Regions from separate parts of the Mus musculus genome. Here region 1 is linked to region 2. Evidence: chromatin contacts called from public HiChIP or PLAC-seq data. All regions are on one chromosome and are shown on one strand. The core of a region is the stretch at or near the end of the contact, and the rest is flanking DNA. Distances in the headings are between cores, read along the strand shown.

Region 1 (5,308 bases), core at 716-3,215, 400 kb after region 2:
TGGCTTTTCTTTGTCTTTCTTCCTTAGATGGGTACCTCGCTCCTGGAAACCATACTGAAGACCTGGCCACCTAGTGTGGAAACTGGACAGTTCATGATGGCTCCATTTCTTCATCAGGTAAAGCCTTGTTAAGTCCAGGACAGTGGCACTTGAGTGGCACCCACTCCCGGAGACCCCTCTTATGCACCAGAGCTCTGACTTTTTGCTTTGAAGATCCTTACAATAAGGTGCATCTTTCTAAAACTCGCCCACTGTGCTCTGAGAATTTCATTCTTCAAATCCAGGAGACAAGTGCCCAGAAGCCACTCACTCAGGGTGGTGTTGGCGTTGGCTCGGTCATATTGCTGGGAGCTTACTTCTCCCACACCCAAGTTAACCTCACCTAGAGCCAAGAAAGACTGTGTGGTTCTCAGAAATACCTCAGTGTTCTATCAGTTCTGTTCGTACAATGCATCTGCGTGGTGATATTTCACAGGCCCCGCTGACTACCTTCACTTCTTCAAGGCATTCTGATTTTTGCCCCTCAAAACTGCATCACTACAAATGGCTGGCTTTTGCTACTCATTCTCTGGTATCCCTGAGTATTTGATAGTGAACATTACCGGTTTATAATGTCACATTTTAAAATCAGTGGCCCCAAGCGTGGACACGTTATTTGTCCTCTGCATGAGAGTATCTTTGCTGACTGAAGAAACTACCTTTGTAAGGACGGAGAGAATAAGGACGTAAGAGAAAAGAATGACAAAGAAAAATGGCTCAGTAAATGGGACTTTAAGACATCTTTTTAGATCACATGTCCTTTAATTATTTACAGCCAAATCTTCAGAAAGCAACACATTAAAACATCAGTGACAATAACAGCCGACATGTAATGCTGCCAGACACCGTTCAGTGCCAGGTGTACGTCCATTCTCTTAACCTTCACAGCATCCTTGCATTCCCTACCCCTGTGTCTGTCTGTCTGTCTGTCTGTTTCTCTCTGTCTCTCAGTCTGTGTGTCTATCTCTGTCTCTCCCTCTATGTGTGTGTCTGTCTGTCTCTGTCTCTCTCTCTGTCTCTCTGTCTCTGTCTGTCTGCCTGTCTGTCTGTCTCTCTCTCTGTTGACTATCTGCAGAGTTAATCTGAATTTCCTTTTGGCTTATACTTCACAGAATTCCTATCAAATGGAGACTTGTGGATAAGGCAGATGACAAAGCCATCTGGCCACACTCTATATAAAGCCAAGCTTCTGACCAGAGGTTTCCAAGACATCGTCATCACCACCTCCCATCTCTGGAATGGCTCCAGAAGCACAGGTCCTACACAGGTCACAAGAGGATGATGATGATGATGATGATGATGACATCAGCAGAGGCAGTGGCAGCCACAGGGTGGTCCAAACAGGAGCAAACATCAAATATAATTTTCCTGATGGTGGGATTTTCTGCTTTGAAGGGTTCACAATCCTGAGTATTCACAGTGAGAGCTGAAATAAAGTTTTACCCAGGACCATCTGAAGGGACCAGGTAAAGATAGAAGGAGCAGTAGGATTTTCAATCTGTATGGTCTTTAGAAGAGCCACTGCGGTGGGAGAAAACGCTGGGCGTGGCACTTTGAGAAGAGTCCACATAAATGCACCTTCTCTCCAGTTCCCTCCCCAACACAAGGAATTCCACGGGAAGCTTACCTACGGACTGCCAATCCCATCTTTAAATGAATATATGCCCATGGATGAATAACCTTAAGTAAATATATTTTAAAATCTAAAGGGGGGAACTAAGTCAGGCATTTGCTATAAATCTTACTATGTGTCTTAATACCTCTGTGTCCTAAAGCAAAATTGCTGGGAGGTTTCTCTTCTGTAAAATGGGCTAACCCTTATAAGCTTGTTGTGAGAATGACTGCACGCGTAGATGCACACCACTTGATAGAGAATCCAGTTAAACACTAAAGCATTTGGTTAAATGATCTGCTAGCGTCAGTTCCTCCCACATCTGCCAATCCAATTAACCGCATCCTCTTGGCAGAGAGAGGGAGAGTACTGTGCTGAGATCAACCTGACCACCTTGCCTGGAAGGAGGCCCGTGTGCAGTAATCACCCACACACTTTTGCTCGCTCCGCTCCCTTCACCTTTGACCCAGTCTACTCACTCCGGTTCACAGAGTGGTGAGCCAATATCACAAAGAAAAGGGACATTTCCTACCTTTGAAAAGAATGGGCAGAGACCCAGCAGACTTGTGGTGCCTGCCATTTCCCATCTGTAAATTTCTCAAAATACTTTCCAGTAAACGATCTGTTGGGGTTCGCGCATCATGATGAATAACGTTAAATGTCGCAGTCATTGTGTGCCTTCTAAATACAATGGTTTCTTCAGAACATGCAGTTGGTAAATTATGAATGGGAGATGGTTTCCACCAGTCTTCTGTTTGCCACAGAGGCATTATAGAAATGTATCAACTCGTAAAAGCGTCTGCTTGATTCCAACAACAAGTGGACAGCATAGTCATGAGTGTCAAGTTCAGTGTCACCTCCAGAATGTGGAGTCCTTAAGTCAGCGGGCAGAGAGGGCAGAGAGTGGATCTTCCTGAGAGCACTTTCAGAAACCACTCTCACTTTCACTGTTTGAAATGTCACTATCACAAAGTTGAAGGCTACAGGTTCATCGTGAACGGGTCATCCGATCCACCATCCTAGTGGGGTGGGGTCATCTAACCCCTGGACCAACTCCTTACTCCCTGCCCACTCAGAAAAAATGCTGCGGGGCGGGGAGGTTCGGAGGGGGGGGCACTATTGTGAAGAGCCACATGCCTTTCCCCAGTCCTCCCTGTTCATCTTCCATTCGATGCCAGACTTATTTAAACAGGCCCAGCTGGGGCTGTGGCAGCCCTCTTTATCTGCCTTCACATTCTTTCCTCTGCCTATTCATGCTGCTAAGTAGGGCTGGACCGGCTTCCTGAAATCTCGTGGGATGTGGGGGCTTTTCTCCCTGCAGCAGAGCCTCTGAACCTAGTTGTTTTGGGTAACTAATTTCCTCCCTTCTTCTCCCTGGAATACACAGAGCTTCCTTTGCCCAGCGTGATAGCCACCACCCCCCAACCCCCCTTCGCACCACAGAGAAGTTGGGACTGAGGTTGGAACCTCCCAGTGCTCTTGAATTTCCTGCTGTCACGAAGCAGGATTTCCTGACTGGAGATGTATATGGTTGAGGCACAACGTGGCTCTATCCTGACCTCAGCATCCTCCTCCTCCTCACTGTACAATATATCATATTTATGTCCCACGGTGATGAGCTCTGCCCTTCAGTCTTCACTTTGAAATATCATTTCCTTCATTCCTCTAGGCTGAACAAACCACAGAGTCCTTCGTCCTCTACCTACCCTTAACCCTGGTTTTGATTCTAGAAGTGTTTCTTTTCGTGTGCTTTGATCTGTAATTGGAAGGATTTCTGTAAGTTAAAAAAAAAAAAAGTTTAAATAACTAAGGAAGAAAATATTGCATGAAGCTTAGTCCTGCTAAAATTTCCTCTTCTATTAAAAAACAGCAAATAACTAAAAAAATAAAAAGATTGGTAGAAATACCTAAAAGTGTATGCGCTCTTTTGTTCTGTTCTCTTTTGTAAGTGCCGCTGCATATCCTGACAACGCCCAGATGTTTCCTAGACACAGTCTTTCCAGCCTTGCTGTTGGGGCCGAGCCTCAGAAGGGCCCGTCAGTCAGTTACCTTCATTGCTGCAGCGTGGCACCCACGCTCTCATCAAGGAGCACGGCTCAGAGATGCCCATACCAGAGTCACAGGCTGAAGCGGTTGCACTTGGTCAAGAGCAATGCCGCTAGCTTGAGGCTGGGCTTCCCTCCAAGCTCAGCTGGGTCGGAGCAGTGCACCAAGTTCACTCCTCCACCGGGCAACGCTCACTCCGGAGTTCCTGCAAGTGAATGGGCCAGAGTTCTACGTGTTGAAGACAACTCTTGTTCTTAAGCACATCTATAGACACCAGAGCGCCCTCAAGGGGAACCTAAACACTGGGGGCTCCCGAGCCACCTGCCTCAGCAGATGCCCGTGGTGGTGGGGCCAATTTTGAGACCCCAGTTCTGTCCTCTTAAAGAACTTATTTGGGTAGCCCTCCAATCGTCCCTTGTATCTCTTGGTCTTCACTAAGAACCTTATCTTCATCCAAACAGGTTTTCTTAACTTTGATCCTAAGGGAATAAGGGTTTGGAAATCTCCCCGAGGGTATCCAGGCATTGGCTTCCAAGAGACTAACACCTTCCACTAATTCCAACTCACTAAATGGCCTCCTTGTTCTAGATGAGGAATTCCCTGTGCGCACCCTGCTGAATCCGATGCTCACGGCATCCGGTGCAGAATGAATTTCTGTATAAGCCAATAGGATGGATCTGCTGCTCCTTGGTCATCTTGCCTTTCCAGGTAGCATGAGGCTACTCTAACTCACAGTTGGATTTTCCCCAACGATTCCATCCTTTATTGATAAAATTGCCAGCTGTCGCTCATAGCTCTTCTCTTTATCTGTGGTCTCTGTTACAAATACCCGAGATAAACCAACTTGCAGGAAGGAGGAGGGGCTTATTCCGGGTGGTGTTTCCAGAGGCTTCCATGAATGGTTCTGTAGTGTTCTTGCTCTGGGCATTTGGTCACATCCCATAACACACCATGGTGGAAGCATACAACAGAAGAAGCAGCCAGGGTCCCTAGACTCTCTTCAGAGGCACTTGGCTCCTTCTACTAGGTATGATTTAAAGGCCTATGGTCTCCAAGCACCACCTGTGGTAATTAACAGCACATGGTAAACAGGGAGATACTCAATGGCACCTCCTTAGCATCTGCCTCCCTTGAAAGTTCCTCTCCAAGCCAGTCCATCTCTAAACGTACCCAGAGTCCTGACGGCTCCAACACTGAAAAGTCCGAGTGCAAAGTCTCCTCAGGGGGACAAAGAAAATCCTTAGCTCTTAGCCCCTGAAAAAAAAAAATCAGTAGAGCAGGTTATAAACTTTCCCTACAAGGCAGATCAAATGTCTCCATTCCAGAGGTCCCCAATAGAGGTATAAACACCACCACAGAAGAAATACTGAAGAATATTGTTTCAAGTCTGTCACACGGGCTACAGGAAGGCAAGTTGTGAGCTCCAAAGGGCTTTGGAAGCACAGCCTTTGTGGGCTTGCTCTGCATGCGCATACCCCTTGGGTTGGCATCCTTCCATGATCCTGGTGTCTCCAAGTGCCTGAGGTCTGCCGTGAAGCCTTGGCTTCACTCTCACAGGCTAGCTATGCATCTCCCTGTGAGAGCTGCGTGCAGACGTTGCCCCGTGGCACA
Region 2 (5,049 bases), core at 2,359-4,858:
CACATGAAACTCAAGAAAAATGAAGACTGAAGTGTGGACACTATGCCCCTCCTTAGAAGTGGGAACAAAACACCCATGGAAGGAGTTACAGAGACAAAGTTTGGAGCTGAGATGAAAAGATGGACCATGTAGAGGCTGCCATATCCAGGGATCCACCCCATAATCAGCATCCAAACGCTGACACCATTGCATACACTAGCAAGATTTTATCGAAAGGACCCAGATGTAGCTGTCTCTTGTGAGACTATGCCGGGGCCTAGCAAACACAGAAGTGGATGCTCACAGTCAGCTAATGGATGGATCACAGGGCTCCCAATGGAGGAGCTAGAGAAAGTACCCAAGGAGCTAAAGGGATCTGCAACCCTATAGGTGGAACAACATTATGAACTAACCAGTACCCCGGAGCTCTTGACTCTAGCTGCATATGTATCAAAAGATGGCCTAGTCGGCCATCACTGGAAAGAGAGGCCCATTGGACACGCAAACTTTATATGCCCCAGTACAGGGGAACACCAGGGCCAAAAAGGGGGAATGGGTGGGTAGGGGAGTGGGGGTGGGTGGGTATGGGGGACTTTTGGTATAGCATTGGAAATGTAAATGAGCTAAATACCTAATAAAAAATGGGGAAAATAAATAAATAAATAAATAAATAAAAGAAAATGATAAATATAAGAATGAAAATCAAGAAACTAAGGGTCAAAAACAATAGAGAAAATAATGAAACTGAAGGGCCTCTTTGAAATAGTCAACTAGACTTATGAACTTATAGTCAGAGCTATCTAGAAAAAAACTGAAAGGCACAAATTACCAGTCTCAAGAATGGCAAAGGCTGTATCAGTAGAGACAGTAAGAGGACACTGTTATCATGAACAACTTGATCAACAACTTAATTAAAACAGAACCCAAAGAGGTAGATAACCTACATAGTTACCTGCATATCTATTAAAATAATGAATTTGTAGCTTACAAGTCTTCTTATGAGGACAGTTCTAGGTTTAAATGGCTTCAATGGGTTTTCTTTAAAACATATTTAAAAAACATAAATACCAATTTTTTTTTTTTACAAATTCTTCTGGAATTCTACAGTGAAGGTATACCAACTCCATTAACAAGACTAGCATTGTCTAGAGACTAAACAAGAGACACTATTCCAAGAAAAATGAAGCCATATACTAATACCACTCTGGATACAGGTGCAAAAATATTGGAATCAAATTTTAGAAATCTGGGACTGGAGAGATGGCTCAGTGGTTAAAAGCACTTCCAGAGGTTCTGAGTTCAGTTCCCAGCAACCACATGATGGCTTACAACCATCTGTAATGAGACCTAATGCCCTGTCTAGTCTTTCTAAAGATAGCTACAGTGTACTCATGTACATTAATAAGTAAATAAATAAATAAATCTTTAAAATATATATGTTTAAGAACTCTAACCCCAAAATGTCTAAAGTGAATCATTATCATAGCTAAGTAGTCTTTATTCCAAGTATGCTGGTTTACCATCCAATAATCAACCAATGTTATTAAATATATTAATAAACCAGAAAGGAAAAAGCACATTTTCCCCAGAAATATAGAAAAAGCTTCAATTAATCCAACATCCCATTTGGAAAAAAACCAACTCTTCAATTAGTTAATATTAGAATGAACCTATTGTTAACATACCAAGCTAATTTAAAATGGATTACAGATTGTGGTGGTTTGAATAGGAATGGTTCCTATAGACTCATGTGTTTGAATACTTAACCATAAGAAGTAGCACTACTAGCGGGTGTGGTCTTGTTGGAGTAGGTGTGGCCTTGCTAGAGGAAGTATGTCACTGTGGAGGTGGGATTTGAAGTTTCCTATGCTTAAACTATGCCAAGTGTGGTATACGGTCTCAACTCCTTCTCCAGCACCATGTCTGCCTGCACACTGCCATGCTTCCCACCATGATGATAATGGACTAAACCTATGAAACTGTAAGCCAGCTTCAATTAAATGTTTGACATTATAAGAGTTGCCTTGGTCATGGTGTCTCCTCACAGCAATAAAACCCTAACTAAGAGAGTAGGTAGCTGTAAGCCACAAAGGGAGGCCTTGGGACACACTGACTCTGCATATAGCTTGGTCTCCAGATTCCACAACTGTGAGATGAGATCCTTTAAGGCAGTCTGTCCATGGCAAGTGAGGAGGATTAAGCTAGAAATGAAGCTATGTGTGGAGGATAAAGGATAGGGTAAAGTTTCTGTGCTGAAGAGTAGAAACTCCTGCAGTGGACAGACATGGTTGAGTTGAAAGCAGGGCTTTAGGATGCATGTGGTATCTCTTGATGCTAACTGCTCAGTTTTTGACTTATGTCATTGAAGAGCATCCTGAGACTAGGTTAAATAAATTATGCTGCCATTCCCATCCCTCCATCCATTCATCCCTCCCTCCATCCCTCAATCTCTCCCTCCAGGTATCCCTCCCTCCCTCAATCCATTCCTTTTCTACATGCCCAATATTTATTGAATATCTTCATTGACTGGGATTAGGACTGATTATACTAATTAGTGGGAGTTTAAGCTTCAAATCTCAAGGATACAGAGAAAAGAAACATTGCAATAGCAAGAGAGGTGTGGAAATGTACCCAGATCTGATAGTAAGCAAAGGGACCCCCACTTCCTGGAAGTGATGTCTACATGAAGATCTGAAGATGAGCAGAGGGAAAAGGAGAAGGATTCAGTTCACTAGAGGAGGGGATAATGGCAGTGCAGTTGCTCAACGTAAGAGTCAGATCAGAAAGGCTGCGTTACTTGGAGACATGAAGCAGAAGGCAGTATGGCTGAGTCTGAGGGAGCCATGTCCTAGATGTGAGGGTGGGCTAATGGTAGACAGTATATGATGGGCTGTTACTGGTTGGGAGGTAAAGATTTGGCAATCACTGGAATAGCACATTTACTCAATGGGCAGATCTGCAGGGATCCTCAAAACTGGTTAAGGAAAGCCAGCAGTGAGCCAGAAGATATAGCAATGAAGCTGCCAAAGGAATGTAAAGATCCAAGAGCAAGGGCATCACTGCCAGTGGAAATGGGGCTGAAAAACAAAAGCATAATGGAAAAAGTGCCTACTCAGCAACTTTGGCAAGGTCATTGACCTCCCTGAAATCAGAGGCTTCCTGGTAGTCCAAGTGTAGGAGAGGCATGATAGTAAGATAGACCTTGACCTAGAACTGAAGACGTTTTGTATGGGAGCCCATTTGAAGATGGAAGCAAAGACAGCCTATTTAAATTTGGTAAACTGGGGGGCCAAGGCATTCCATTATGGGTGGGTTGGTTAGGGTTCTAATGAGAGTGATGGAATGTGTGGCCCACTCAGATGTGATGTGGTGGCAGCGGTTGCCCTTTAGACTAGACTGTGAGAGTAGAATCCTGCCTCTTCCACTTTCTGGCTGTGACCTTCAGCAAGTATTGAACCTCCTCTCTAAGCCTTGGTGTCTTCCTCTGCAGGACATTTCCCCTACACGACATACCCCTGTCCATCTTTGTTTTCTTGATTATATTCACCACATGGAAAGCCTACTGCATAGACCAGCAGCAGGGCACATCTACAGGAAACCCAGCTCGTCTGGGGTGTGACTCAGGAAACCACAGCTATGTGTCTCCGGGAAAGCCCAGCCTCCCTTTCTCTGAAGGCAGAGCTGTGGTTTGGGGACAGTCAGCTGAGCTGCAGGAACATTGCACTCAACGTCTGAGATTCTTCAGTTGTGAGCACCACTACGGTATCTGATGTGCTGTGAAGAGTGTGGAGGAAGAGCCAGGCAGTGGTGCCGCATGCCTTTAATCCCAGCACTTGGGAGGCAGAGGCAGGCAAGGCCAGCCTGGACTACAGAGTGAGCTCCAGGATAGCCAGGGCTACAAACCCTCTTTTAAACCCTGCTCCCCAAAAAAGAGTGTGGAGGGAAGAAAAGCAATTCCTCACTTTCCAAAGCAGATACCATCTTCTTTCCTTTGCTACCTACCTCTCTCCAGTGGGCGTGGCTGTGTTCCAGTGCACTTTTTCCTCATTAGAATTTGTTAAGCTAAATTTGGACCAAGGTGAGCCTTGAAGCAGGGATCTGAGTCATAACTGAAATGGGAATCTAGCTGAAAACTTCATGTAAAACTAATCACTAGCTGAACCTCGACCACGTACAAAATGGCAACTCTGTCAGTTGCAGGTGGCTTACTCTTCAAACTTTGTTCCAATATGGCAAATGTCAGGCTATAACTGGCCACAGTGAGGGCAGACAGGTAATAAACCTATTGAACAAATAAGAGAGTTAAACCTCTGTAGAAAACATTTTTTTCTCAATAGATTTGTATAAAATTCAACTTCATAGAATAATGTATCTTTCAGTATACTTTTAAGCCAATAGCTATACATGAGAAATGTATGTTTTTGATTGAAAATCTCAATACAATATTTAAACAAAAAGACAGAAATAATCTTGAATTACATTTATATACAATAATATGATGTTTGAGTTGGGCAGAATTCTGAAAAGAAAGTTCCACTCGCACATGGACTGTGTGCCCTGCTTGGTGTTAGGCTAAGAGAAGAGCCACACACAACAGACGTGTCCTTGTGGGAGATTAGGAAGCCATGCTGGAGGCATCTTACATTCTAACATCACAGATATTATTTATATACAAATATGCAGGCCACTCATTGTAATGTTCCTTTTTAGAAGGTTGACCAGAAGGATTGGATTGATGTTGAACTACATTCTAACTTTTTCCCAGACTCAAAGCAATCAGGCTCTTGTTTATGGAGATTTTTATGCAGATGGATTGCTTTTAACATCTGTCCCTGATGGTAAGAATGCCAGAAGGTGAGAAGAGCTACAGAACTCTGGACTGTCCTTGAATGTCACGCTCACAGAGCCTGAAGAGACTCTGGTCTCCACCTCTTTATCCCAAGGATGGCACATTCCTTTTGTAGGGGAGATTAGCATGAAAAGGCTGCTCCAGCCAGAGACATTCAGGAGGGCACTTGCGCTCTACCTTGATGACCGCTGCTTCTTGCAAAATAACTTGGACAAGGAGTG

What was found. HiChIP or PLAC-seq counts read pairs in DNA pulled down with a chosen protein or histone mark.
Region 1: a contact with region 2 is called in a BATF HiChIP or PLAC-seq map of CD8 T cells, with 7 read pairs. The contact joins two enhancer-like sites. A contact is called at or near these places in 1 of 484 Hi-C or Micro-C datasets (nephron progenitors) and 2 of 115 datasets of contacts at active chromatin or transcription factors (CD8 T cells and T-cell acute lymphoblastic leukemia).

The regions. Positions count from the first base shown.
Region 1 is chr3:52,952,781-52,958,088 of GRCm38.p6, forward strand. It overlaps Gm30351 (a long non-coding RNA gene), which reads left to right. Exons shown (of 5, transcript XR_375652.4): 4 at 28-117; 5 at 1,152-1,719. It overlaps Gm30402 (a long non-coding RNA gene), which reads right to left and starts at 5,112. Exons shown (of 3, transcript XR_867282.1): 1 at 4,868-5,112; 2 at 3,559-4,759; 3 at 3,396-3,425. Within about 2 kb of position 1,966, at least 40 of the 459 cell types and tissues checked have an H3K27ac peak or open chromatin away from gene starts, as enhancers often do. A contact at or near this core is called in CD8 T cells, where this site is marked.
Region 2 is chr3:52,551,608-52,556,656 of GRCm38.p6, forward strand. No RefSeq gene overlaps it. Among named protein-coding and RNA genes, the nearest start is that of Gm40047, 26 kb to the right of the region's middle. Within about 2 kb of position 3,609, at least 115 of the 459 cell types and tissues checked have an H3K27ac peak or open chromatin away from gene starts, as enhancers often do. A contact at or near this core is called in CD8 T cells, where this site is marked.